2 separate regions of the Mus musculus genome follow, and region 2 is linked to region 1. A link is a contact called in public HiChIP or PLAC-seq data. All regions are on one chromosome and are shown on one strand. The core of a region is the stretch at or near the end of the contact, and the rest is flanking DNA. Distances in the headings are between cores, read along the strand shown. Region 1 holds the start of Tnip3 (TNFAIP3 interacting protein 3). Region 2 overlaps LOC108169147 (a long non-coding RNA gene).

The links. HiChIP or PLAC-seq counts read pairs in DNA pulled down with a chosen protein or histone mark.
Region 2: a BATF HiChIP or PLAC-seq map of CD8 T cells shows a contact between it and region 1, with 10 read pairs. The contact joins the enhancer-like site here to the promoter of Tnip3 in region 1. A contact is called at or near these places in 1 of 39 promoter capture datasets (stem cell-derived epiblast-like cells), 1 of 15 datasets of contacts at CTCF or cohesin (CD8 T cells), 4 of 115 datasets of contacts at active chromatin or transcription factors (CD8 T cells, bone marrow-derived macrophages, embryonic stem cells and 1 more) and 2 of 9 other capture datasets (adipose tissue and pancreatic islet).

Annotation. Positions count from the first base shown.
Region 1 is chr6:65,588,253-65,593,743 of GRCm38.p6, forward strand. It overlaps Tnip3 (TNFAIP3 interacting protein 3), which reads left to right and starts at 2,146. Exons shown (of 8, transcript NM_001001495.2): 1 at 2,146-2,400; 2 at 5,217-5,294. The coding sequence starts at 2,356.
Region 2 is chr6:65,536,339-65,541,829 of GRCm38.p6, forward strand. LOC108169147 (a long non-coding RNA gene) reads left to right here. Exons shown (of 3, transcript XR_001785269.1): 2 at 2,238-2,317. Among named protein-coding and RNA genes, the nearest start is that of Tnip3, 51 kb to the right of the region's middle. Within about 2 kb of position 2,018, at least 21 of the 459 cell types and tissues checked have an H3K27ac peak or open chromatin away from gene starts, as enhancers often do. A contact at or near this core is called in CD8 T cells and memory CD8 T cells, where this site is marked.

The DNA.
Region 1 (5,491 bases), core at 896-3,395:
GATTAAAGGCGTGTGCCACCACACCCAGCTTATTCATATGTTTTAGGACCAAGAACTCACAGAAACTCACTTTGCTATCAGTCTGCACAGCAGAAAAGACAGAGGAGTTATGATGAGAATTGTGAAGCTGTAGGATTTGACATGACAGAAGCCATCATACCTCACATGAGGAGCCTGGGTCAGGATCCATGGCAAGGAAGACGTCAGGGACAGACATGCCAAGGATGACATTTGAAGAGAATGTTCTTTTAGACCATTTTTGAGGGTTCACATTGCTGCCTCTCATACTCCAGTACAACCTACCACAGAAAAGCGTAAAGAACTTTTAACTGTATACACCTTCCTCTGAGTATGTATATTTGGGGACTGGAAGGAGGCTATATGAGTGTGTGTTGGAATAAAATTGCTTTCCCATTAAAGATTTTTTTTTATTTTTGATGAGCATGTCTCGGTGTGGATAACACGCCAGCGTCTGTTTCTCTCCTCTACACTCAGAGCATGTGTGCGTCATAACTTTTACCTTCAGAACTCTACAGGAACAATTGGACTCCCACTGGTATTTTTGGATATTGCTCTAAGGCAGCACAACTTTCTTTCACTCATATGTATCTTCAGAACACACCCCCAAAATAGCAGGAAGTAAGCAAATGCACTTACAAAAATCCACACATTTGGAGTATAGTAGATCAGAGATTCACCAATCTTCTCATATTATGAAATACGTTTAATATTGCTAGAGCATGTAGATACAGAGATGAACACAGTGACAAAGAAACTCATGGTCAAAATTGGAGAAGTGTTCCCTCTGGTTGGGGAGAAGAGACAGGGTACAGTCAGAGGACAGGAGAGGTTCTGAGTTCACCAGGTCTATGGGCAGGGAGCAGGGTGGCAAAGGGGCATGCTCAAGGGCACAAGGGAGAACAGAAAAGCCTCATTTCAGGTTGTTAAGGTAAGTTAATATGACAGGAACATGGAGTAGTGTAGGAGAAAGTGAGAGATAGACTGACTATCTGATAGATGGAAAAGGAAGGTCAGACCTCAGAAATGTACACACTTGCTTTTAAAACTTTTATGGTCCCAGAGTTTTTTCTTTGTTTCTAGTTTTCTGTTTTTTGTTTGTTTTGTTTTTCATTTTATCCTATTTGTATGGGGGTGACTCTACAAAAGGCTCCAGTCATGTGACTGAACTTAAAGAAGTTTTTTTTTTTTCATTTCAGCAACCCCTTCTTTACTTGTTTCTGTTCCAGAAGATTCCGTCCAAAGAACAGCTCCAATGCCTCAATGCCCTCAGCCCCCTATGCAGCCCATCTACAGTACACCTCAAAGCCCTCAGCCCCCTATGCAGCCCATCTACAGTACACCTCAAAGCCCTCAGCCCCCTATGCAGCCCATCTACAGTACACCTCAATGCCCTCAGCCCCCTATGCAGCCCATCTCCAGTACACCTCAATGCCCTCAGCCCCCTATGCAGCCCATCTCCAGTACACCTCAATGCCCTCAGCCCCCTATGCAGCCCATCTCCAGTACACCATTAACTGAAAGGTCTGTAGCAGGACAGGAAGGAGCCAGCCAATTAAGGCAGAGCAAAATGTTGGAGGAAAAATTGATCTAATGATTTAAGCAAATGCCTTGGTAAAAAATTTGAACTCAGCTTATGAGTATTCAATATGAAAGCCAGGCTTGGTGTATAAGCAACATACATTTTATTTTGTTAAGAATTATTATTATTATTATTATTATTATTATTTATTTTTGCTTCTGTGATAGTTCGTAGCACTCACAGGTGCATGTGACTCACCATGGCCTACACAGCTAAACTCATGTTTAGGAGACATTGCTGGAAAGTCACACCCGTAGGAAACAAGAAATCAGCTGTCAAAAAATCAACAGTGACCTAACTACTTGGGTAAATATGATAAATTTCTGGCAGTTAGGCCAGAAGAAAAGCTAGGTTAGCCCCAGGCATTCTGTGGGTAGAAACTTCCTCCTCTAGTAGGAGAAACTGCTCTAAAGGAAGAAGGGTAATTTATATACATAGCAAGGCCAATCTGCCCCACATCTTAGTCACTGCCTGCCTACTTGAGACATCCTGGGAAATCCCAGTTACATGGAAGCCAATAAAAGTTAAAATCACACTTCTCATGCATCCTTATTCTGTGTGGTTAACATACAGTCACTTCTGCTGGAGTCTAAGGAGAACTTGTTATTATTTTCTACCGCGAGTCAACAGAGACATAGGTTTTCCAAAGCTTGCCCGTTCTCATCGTGAAAGGCACTATAAGAGCTTTTCTTTCTCTCTTTTTCCTTCTGCTTTACAAGACTCTCAGAAAAACAGCTTCCTTGTCTTCCCAGGACATGTCTGGACTGAGTGCGGCTGGAGCTTGCATGGAGCACACAGAGGTAAGAGCATGTGTCAGGTTAAGGTGGCTATACTCAGAGCCAAGAACACGATGATAGAGGGGTCAAAGAGTAGAGAACTTCAGTAGCTGAACCACCTTCTTCAATTGAGACCTGCTCAGAATTTGAACCAGTATTATTTGACAAATGAAAAGTCACTGGCTTTGAACTCACTGAGTTGGGCTGCTTCTACTAAATGACAGGACCACATCTGCACAGTTTCCTTTTCCTATGTGATTTTGTTCTGTAGAAGAAGTTAGTTCAGTGTAAAGTCTAAAACATGTACTGTAAAGATGTGATTAGAAATAAGATATTTAGCAGTAAAAGACTTATAACATTAATATATTCAACTGGTGCTATAATTTGTTTCAGCTATTACAAAAAACATTCACTATTTCAATGAATTCATTATTATGCTTTCTTAGTTTTAGTATATTTTTATTCATTTATTTTAAATGTGTGCATACACATATGCCACAGAGTGACTGTGGAGGCCAGAAGACTGACTGCCTGCCAATGATAGGCCTTTCCTTCCACGGTGTGGGTCCCAGAGATCAAATTCAGTTATTTGTCTCAGTGGCCTGTGAATTACCCACTCTGCCAACTTGCTGGATTATCTCAAAGTCTTCTTAAAGAGTTGCCCAAGACATAATGAGAAACTAAGTGGAATTCCTTTGTTCATTTCGATATTTAATTTGCTGTGTCACAACTTGAATGTCCTAGCAGTTGACTTGAATGTTTTGGTAGAAGAAATAGCCAAACATTTTCAACAGAGACTTTATTTCACAGAAAATGATAATAAGGAATTGTTTAGAAGGATTGCTTGTTTTATAAGAAGGCCCTTCCTAGAACCCAATGACTAAATGTCTTTGTATTTACTATGATATCAGATGACTTTGCTACCTGAAGAAAAACTGAAAAGAAAAGAAAACACACGCAAAAACTTACTCCAAATATGAACAGCTTTGTGTTTGTTTGACTCTGCTTGGTTTAAAAATGTACCTGAGGCATAGAATCCATGGTAAAAAGCTGACCAGTCTAGTCTATCTAGAAATTCCTGGTGATATATTTCTTTCAAAACCTCTTTCTAGCCCTGTGCTCTATCTTCTCTTCTCAATGTCTCCATTTTTAATGACTATTTCAGAATCTTGTACATCAGTACTCCTGTGGTTACAAGTAGATTTTCTTAAAGATTTAGTACAGAAACCTTACTTATAAAATAAAAGCCAAGAGTCAATGTGTTTTACTTTTTTTTTTTTTGTACAGAGAACACTGCTGGGGGGTTGGAGGGTGCGTGGGACACCAGATCCAAGACTGCAAATGTTTGCTACTCACAATTTTTGTATCACAAATAGGAAGAGTTGTTAGGACCTAAAGTTCACACGATGTTGGATGTTAGGATATTTATCATGAAGGGGGAATTATGAATCTCCAGGACTGGTCTAATACTCAGGGTGCTTTACCCTTCACGGGTTCCCCTGTGATGTTATGCTATGGGGGAGGATCACTAGTTTAGAATCAACCTCAAGGCATCTCTACCTTGCTAAGCTCAGAGCATGCTGGGTAGGATCAGCTTCTAGCATTTTCCAGACCAACGTCACTTTGTGCTTACTCAGTTCTAATCCAGTATGGGCCTAATTTCTCAGAATCATCCCCCAAAAGAGAAAGTCCAACAATAATGCCAGGCATTGCTGCCACTTAGGTTTTGATGTCATACTTCCAGTTTAGTCAAATGGCCTCTTGAGGTAATGAGATACTGTTAATCACTCTGTTTATTGACCAACAGAAGACTGTCTTTAGAATGTGGTCTGATGAGCACTCGACTCTAAATTAAAAGCTTAAGAACAAAGGACAGCATCCACTCTCTGTAAAATGTTATCAAGCCCTGAAACACTAAGACCTGAATAAGTTAGAAAATAGCTTTATTATTTGTTTCCAATGAAAAGAAGTTCTTGAAATCCCAAGCTGATTGCCAGTCATTTCCTCCAACTACTTTTGGTGAAGACCGATAAGTCTGAACAAGGTTTCTTGGTTGTTCACGAATGGCTTTTAGGGCTGTGGCTCATGGTAACGACTGCTGCTAAAACTGAGCACAAAATTCAGAAGTGCCCTGATGGCCCAGTTCATTCAATTACTTAATGACTTGGACAGGATGTATGTAGACTATTGAATTACAGCAAGGAAGCATTGTGTTCTGTAAGCCTTCCTGGAGGTGGTCCACTTTGCTAGATGGCAGGCAGTTTCTAGAACTTTAGGCCTTTCTTTGAATGATTGTCTCAGTCCCTGGGTGGAAAGTAACTGAAGACAGGGTTTTTAGTTCTCATTATGCTGATAACTTATTATTAGTCTAAACTTGTGTTCTAATGTCCCACCTAAAAAGGCTGGCTAAAGTTCATAGGGCCAGATGATCTCTACCCACTTCTAAAACATGCTTGTGTAATGGTCATACTGGCAGTTAATTTGTTCATAATTTGTAATCAAATTGATGCATTTTAGCTGTATGTGTTGGTTTTGCTTACTTACAATTTATTAATGAATTGTTTCAGAAATTAAAATAAATGAACAGTAGATAGCATATTAGGCTGGCCCATCAGCTTGTCCCTGTCATGATGATTTTGTGTACTAAGTGCTGGGAGTCAAATTCAGGGCCTTTTACATGCTAAGCATATACCACCAAATGCATATTGACAACCCCTATAACAAATATTTTTTACAAAACACAAGATCAGATCAATGAGGTTTTTGAAGATCAGAATTTCTTCTCTTTATTTTATTGACTACTTAATCTCAACCTTTTATTATTATTATTATCTTTAAAGTGTGCTCCACCAAGAAGAAAGGACTTGACAAATTCTCTTGAACGAAAGATAAAACACTTGGAAAAACAGAGACAAGAGGTAATATAGAAATATTAGATAAAGTCACATAGCCATATATTAAGACTGAGAATAAAATAAGGTATCCTTAATGTTTTGTCATTAAATCACAGTGTTTATCTCTACAGTACTAGACTACACTATTTTAAAAGGAAAAGCTTTTAGAAATCATGTTTGTGCTATGACAACTGAAAAAGTGTTGATGTTATGAATGTGGT
Region 2 (5,491 bases), core at 768-3,267, 52 kb before region 1:
TGGCTCAGACTCATGGGAGTGCCAAAGCCTTCTCATGGTTGGTCTCAGAGGAATGTCTAAGGCTTCCTCTGTTCCAAGTGAGAATTTTGACAGTGTGCAGATAATGTCCATGCTAATATTCTCTTGGCTTCCCCCTAGGCTTTTACACCCTGAAGACTACTCTCCTCCACAGACTTCTCTTGCCAAGATGAGCTAAACCTGCCATCTTGGTCAGCTGTGTAATAGCCCTGCCTCCTTGTTTATCTGTATTCAATAGTCCTGTGTCTCTATTCAGCTGTATAAAATAAACACACTGAGCTTTCTGGGTGCTGCAGCTTCTACATCAGAGAGCCTGGTCCACTCGATCCCAGCTCTTCTGTGTCTGTGTGTCTATACTTTCTCCATTCCCTCAGGACATTTAGTCAGCTTTCCAGGACCCAAGCCATGCAAGGACATAGCAACCCAGCCAGAGGGATTCTGTGCTTCATTTACTTAGTGATTTTTTATTTATTTATTTATTTATTTATTTATTTATTTATTTTATTTAGAGACAGGGTTTCTCCGTGTAGCCCTGGCTGTCCTGGAACTCACTTTGTAGATCAGGCTGATCTCGAACTCAGAAATCCGCCTGCCTCTACTTCCCAAGTGCTGAGATTATTAAGGAGCATATTTCACTACAGTTGTTTGTGGGGCAACTTGAAGTTACCCTAATCTGGGATTTAGTGCAGATGAAGTCTCAAGGTTTCCCTTTCCATCTGCCAAATAATGTGAGACCACTGCCTTTGTCATATCTATTGATGAGGTTTCATTTATAATGTAAACATTACTGTTAAAAGAAATATACTTATATTTCAAATATCCCATCTACAATGTGCAATTGTGGAGGAATAAACATAAAGAACTACATCTCTAGTTAGTCCTAGGTTGGCAGCTGACTGGTTGTTGGCCTCTCTGGGCTTCCGCTGCTTCCTTTGGCGACTCCGGGTAGTAGAGTTCTTAATGCCTCATTTAAACTAATAGCACATTTATAGGCATTGTTACAAACTTATTTATTACTTCATTTATATATTTAAAAAAAAAGCTCAACTTCTAAAGCTGCCAGGATAGGCCCCTAGTTGTCAGGTATCTCTGGCTTTTCTCTTCCATGAGTGTGGGGAATTGTGCAACATCTCTGGAGCACCACACAAAGAAGAGAAGCAGTTATGTAATTTTGCATAATTAGAAGGAAAAAAAAGTTATACTAGTTGGTGGTCCAGTTCTTTCAACAGTCCCAAGAGGCATTCTGCTTTCATCTAGTAACTGGCTGCCATGGTGGTAACAGATGACTTTTAAACAGCTGCCACGAGTCGAAAACAAAATGAAACAAAAAGCCACCCTCCCACACTGTGTGAAGGTAGTTTGCCAATAGGTAACGTGAGTCCTTCTCAGAGACCTGCGATGAGCAGACTTTGGGGGCCAGTTATTAAAATTTGACAGAAACTCAAAAAACTCAGACAAGCTACCCTCCTGTTTCCCAGAGACCCAACTCCCTGCGTTTTCTAAAGGGATCATGGCAATTACTAGTTTCCAGGGGCATTTAAAATGTGTTAACTTCCTGCAGGAATTAGCTTTCAAAATATACATGATTCATCTAACTCTTCAAGTTCAAGTGTCTGCTATGTACCATCTGAGGCACCACGTTGCCTGTGTAGCTTTTAACAGTTTGGGTAACTATGCTGCAATTAATATTCAATAGAAAAATGCGAAGTAAAAAGCATTTCTTTTAGTTGTAGCATCACTAATTTCTTCTGTCATCCTGAAAGTGGAAATGATTACCAATTCCCCTTGAACAAAACCTGGAGGAAAGGGTGCTCTGGGAAGAAAGGCATTGTGCTGGGTGGTGGTGAGACCCTGGACAGCTTGTCCCTACAGTGTGGCTAATTGAATTGCAAACATGTCAGCCTGACAGCTTTAACAGTTTATGCCCAGCCGTCTCCCTGTTACTGGACAATTTCTCTCTGTCATCAGAGTCTTCCTTAACTGAAAGGCTGAGACTTTGTTTATACCCAGCTCTTTACCCTGTCGCTGAAGCACACAGAAAGCACACTTGTGGTCTCTCTTCTCATGACTGACACGCTGGAAAATAAGTCATGAGAATAAAAACATGACTTTGGATGGAAAAATGCATCTAACAGGTGGTTTTCTTTCCGAGACTGATAGATTTTTCTTCCCACATCTGAGCCTTGCATCCTTTGTGTTTTTATATTTTTCTCTTTTAGATTCCACGTCGACACCTCACACATGAGAAACATGACGAGACACTGGTAACAATCACCCACCAGTGCGAAGATTATGAAAGGTAAAAGCAGTGTTTTCGTTAGAGGTTACATTTCTGTAATGAAAAGATTCTGCTTGCAGCATTTCTGCTTTCAACAGTGATGACTGTTCAGAACTCTGGAAAGAGAATCTGACGGATGCAAGTGAATGGAACAGACAAGAGAAGGCAGTGGGAATAGGCACAAGCCATTTACGGCTTTTTGTTTTTATTTTATTATCTTCATCATCGTCGTCATCATCATTATGAAAGAGGGAGAGGGACAAACCACATGTGCACACACACACACACATGCACACACACACCTATGGAAGAGAGAGAGAGAGAGAGAGTGTCAAGGCATTGGTGGAGAGGTCAGGGGACAAAGTTGAGTCAGCTCCCTCCTTCAGTGGAGGGTGGGGTGGGAGGAGTGTTCTGGGGATCAAACTCTAGCATGAAGTCGGCACAGCAAATACTTTCACCTGCTAAGTCATCTCTTTGGCTCCCGGGGTACATGACTTGAACATTTTTTCCATTGCTATCCAAGAGGCAGAAACTGTGGTGGGCCATGGAGTTTTTGTGCTGGCAATGCTTTCTCGGTTGTACAAATTTTGCTTTGCTAAAGAAACAACTCTTTTGCCAATACATTGAAGAAGTTCTACACAGGTTCCTCAGCCACACCCTTCATTTTGACAATCATTAAAGGGGTTTTTCCTGTCTCCTTCTATTCAGTGATACAGTGAGTAACTCTCGGTTTTCACTTGGTACCGTCTATGTGCAAGATGCTATGCTAGCTGCTTGCAGAAGGCATGCGCACACCTTTGCCTCCAGCTGCTTACAAGTAAAAATGTAAAAATCTATGTGCATAATTAATAATAATATATGGTTAAGTGTTTTGCCTAATTAAAAAACAGCCCCAAACTGAATGGAGTGTGCACACCTGCAGCCCTAGCACACAGGAGACAGAGCCAGGAGAATCTCAACAAGCTTGAGACCCACCTGGTCTACGTAGTAAAATTTAAGCCAGGGCTTAGTATGAAATTAAACAAAACAGAGTAGAAAGGGAACGCCCAGATGAACATAATATGAGAAATTAGGGAAACGCAAGACTTAAGGATAGAGATGTTCAAAGGAGTGTGTGACACAGAGTGACAGGAAAGCTGAGTAGGAGCGTCGGCATCAGGAAATGGGCCATTTGGATTTGTTCATCTTTATGTACTGTAATGTCAAGGGAAGCTCAGATGAGGTCCCATGGAGAAACTAACTAGCTAAGGCTTTATTCTATAGGACATCTCTTTGTTCCCGAGGCTCCCTTTTATAGTATCTATCTTTTAACAAGAGTTTAGACTTGATTTTATCTACTGTTATATGTGGGGGTGGGGGGCACTTGTGACTCAACATGTGTGTGGAGATCAGAGGACAGCTTTATGGGATCCATTCTCTCATATCCACCTTCCTGTGGGTTATGGGGCTTGAACTAGGTTGTCTGGCTTATCCCTAAGCACTTCTTTCTGTTAAGCCAGCTTAGGCAGCCTTTAATGCCTTAAAGATAAACAATAATTAAAGACATACTAAAACTCAGATTCTTAATGTTAGTTTTCAACTAGAGACATCTGTTGGGCTGGAGACATAGTTTCAGTTTCTGAGCTTGTGAACAACCTGCTTCCAATATGAAGATCATGAGGAATCTGTAAAGAACTTGGACAGGGAACTGACAGCAGGAGAGTTGGCCAGCAGTGCCTACAATCCGTTAGGGGAAAGAGCAATAGCATTAATAAACAGCAGTGTTCACACACCCCACGCATATGCAGACCCTGGCTGATTGGTGCTCTCTTGTCATCAGGAGAAGACACACTTGCTGATATGTTGCCATTAAATATTTATTTTTCTATATGTTCTAATTGCAGCAATTACCATGATATGACTCAAGCAGATGAGGTTATTTTAAAAGCAAAAGCTTGCAAGAAAATGTGCAGTCTATATGGACGTTTATTTCTTGCCCATTTTTGATGACCCTGGAATCACATATATGTGCTTATAGTGTATTTCAATTATGCTTATATAGAGGTAAAATGTATAAGACAAAAGTTGTATGCTCTGAATTTTTTGTTAATACACTTGTTTTTATTTTTCAAACTCTATCACAATATTGATTTCTCCCATTCCTCCAAGTTGTTTAAATTCAGTGTTTCTCATAAGTAGACCTCAATTATAGACAATTTAGTATTTTGTTATATACTACTCTTTATCATTCTATAATAGTGGTGTTCATTTCTTGCCTCCTTAGTAAGATTTTATGTACTCCAAGGAAAGAGTCCCTATACCACAATGGACCTTTAAGGAGTTTAAATAAAGTGTGATAAGATGTACATTTTTATTACAGGAGTAATCTGAAGATAGTCATACTACAAACTCTGACATTGACAAAGAAAGAAAGGGTAATGGGAACCGGGTAGGGGCTCACCTCACCCCAGCACTTGGGAGGTAGAGACAGAAGGATCAGGAGTTAAAAAGGACAGCAAGATTGAGATCAGCAGAGGCCTTGTTTCAAAATCACAAAGTGAGAGAATGAACAGGATAAGAGAGAGTGAGAATTGAGAAACCCAGTGTTTGTACAGAGATGGAAAAAGATATTCCTACCCCATCCCTTTGCCTTGGACACAAACTGACACAGCTTCCTCCCTTGTGGGGAATTCCAAGGGCGTTATGTAATCTTGAGAGTCTTATCATACGGCTTTAAGAATAGGACGAATCCCTTCAGCAAAATCTTGCTGGCATATGCAATAGTGTCTGGGTTTGGTGGCTGATTATGGGATGGGTCCCCAGGTGGGGTAGTCTCTGGATAGTCCATCCTTGCTGTCTTAGCTCCAAACTTTGTCTCTGTAACTCCTTTCATGGGTATTTTTTTCCCTATTCTAAGGAGGAATGAAATATCCACACGGGGACCCTGGTATAGCTGTCTCGTATGAGGCTATGCCAGTGCCTGGCAAATACAGAAGTGGATGCTCACAGTCACCTATTGGATGGAACACAGGGCCCCCAATAGAGACACTAGAGAAAGCACCCAAGGAGCTGAAGGGGTCTGCAACCCTATAGGTGGAACTAACCAGTACCCCAGGAGCCCGTGTCTCTAGCTGCATATGTATCAGAAGATGGCCTAGTCGGCCATCACAGGGAAGAGAGGCCCCTTGGTATTGCAAACTTATATGCCCCAGTACA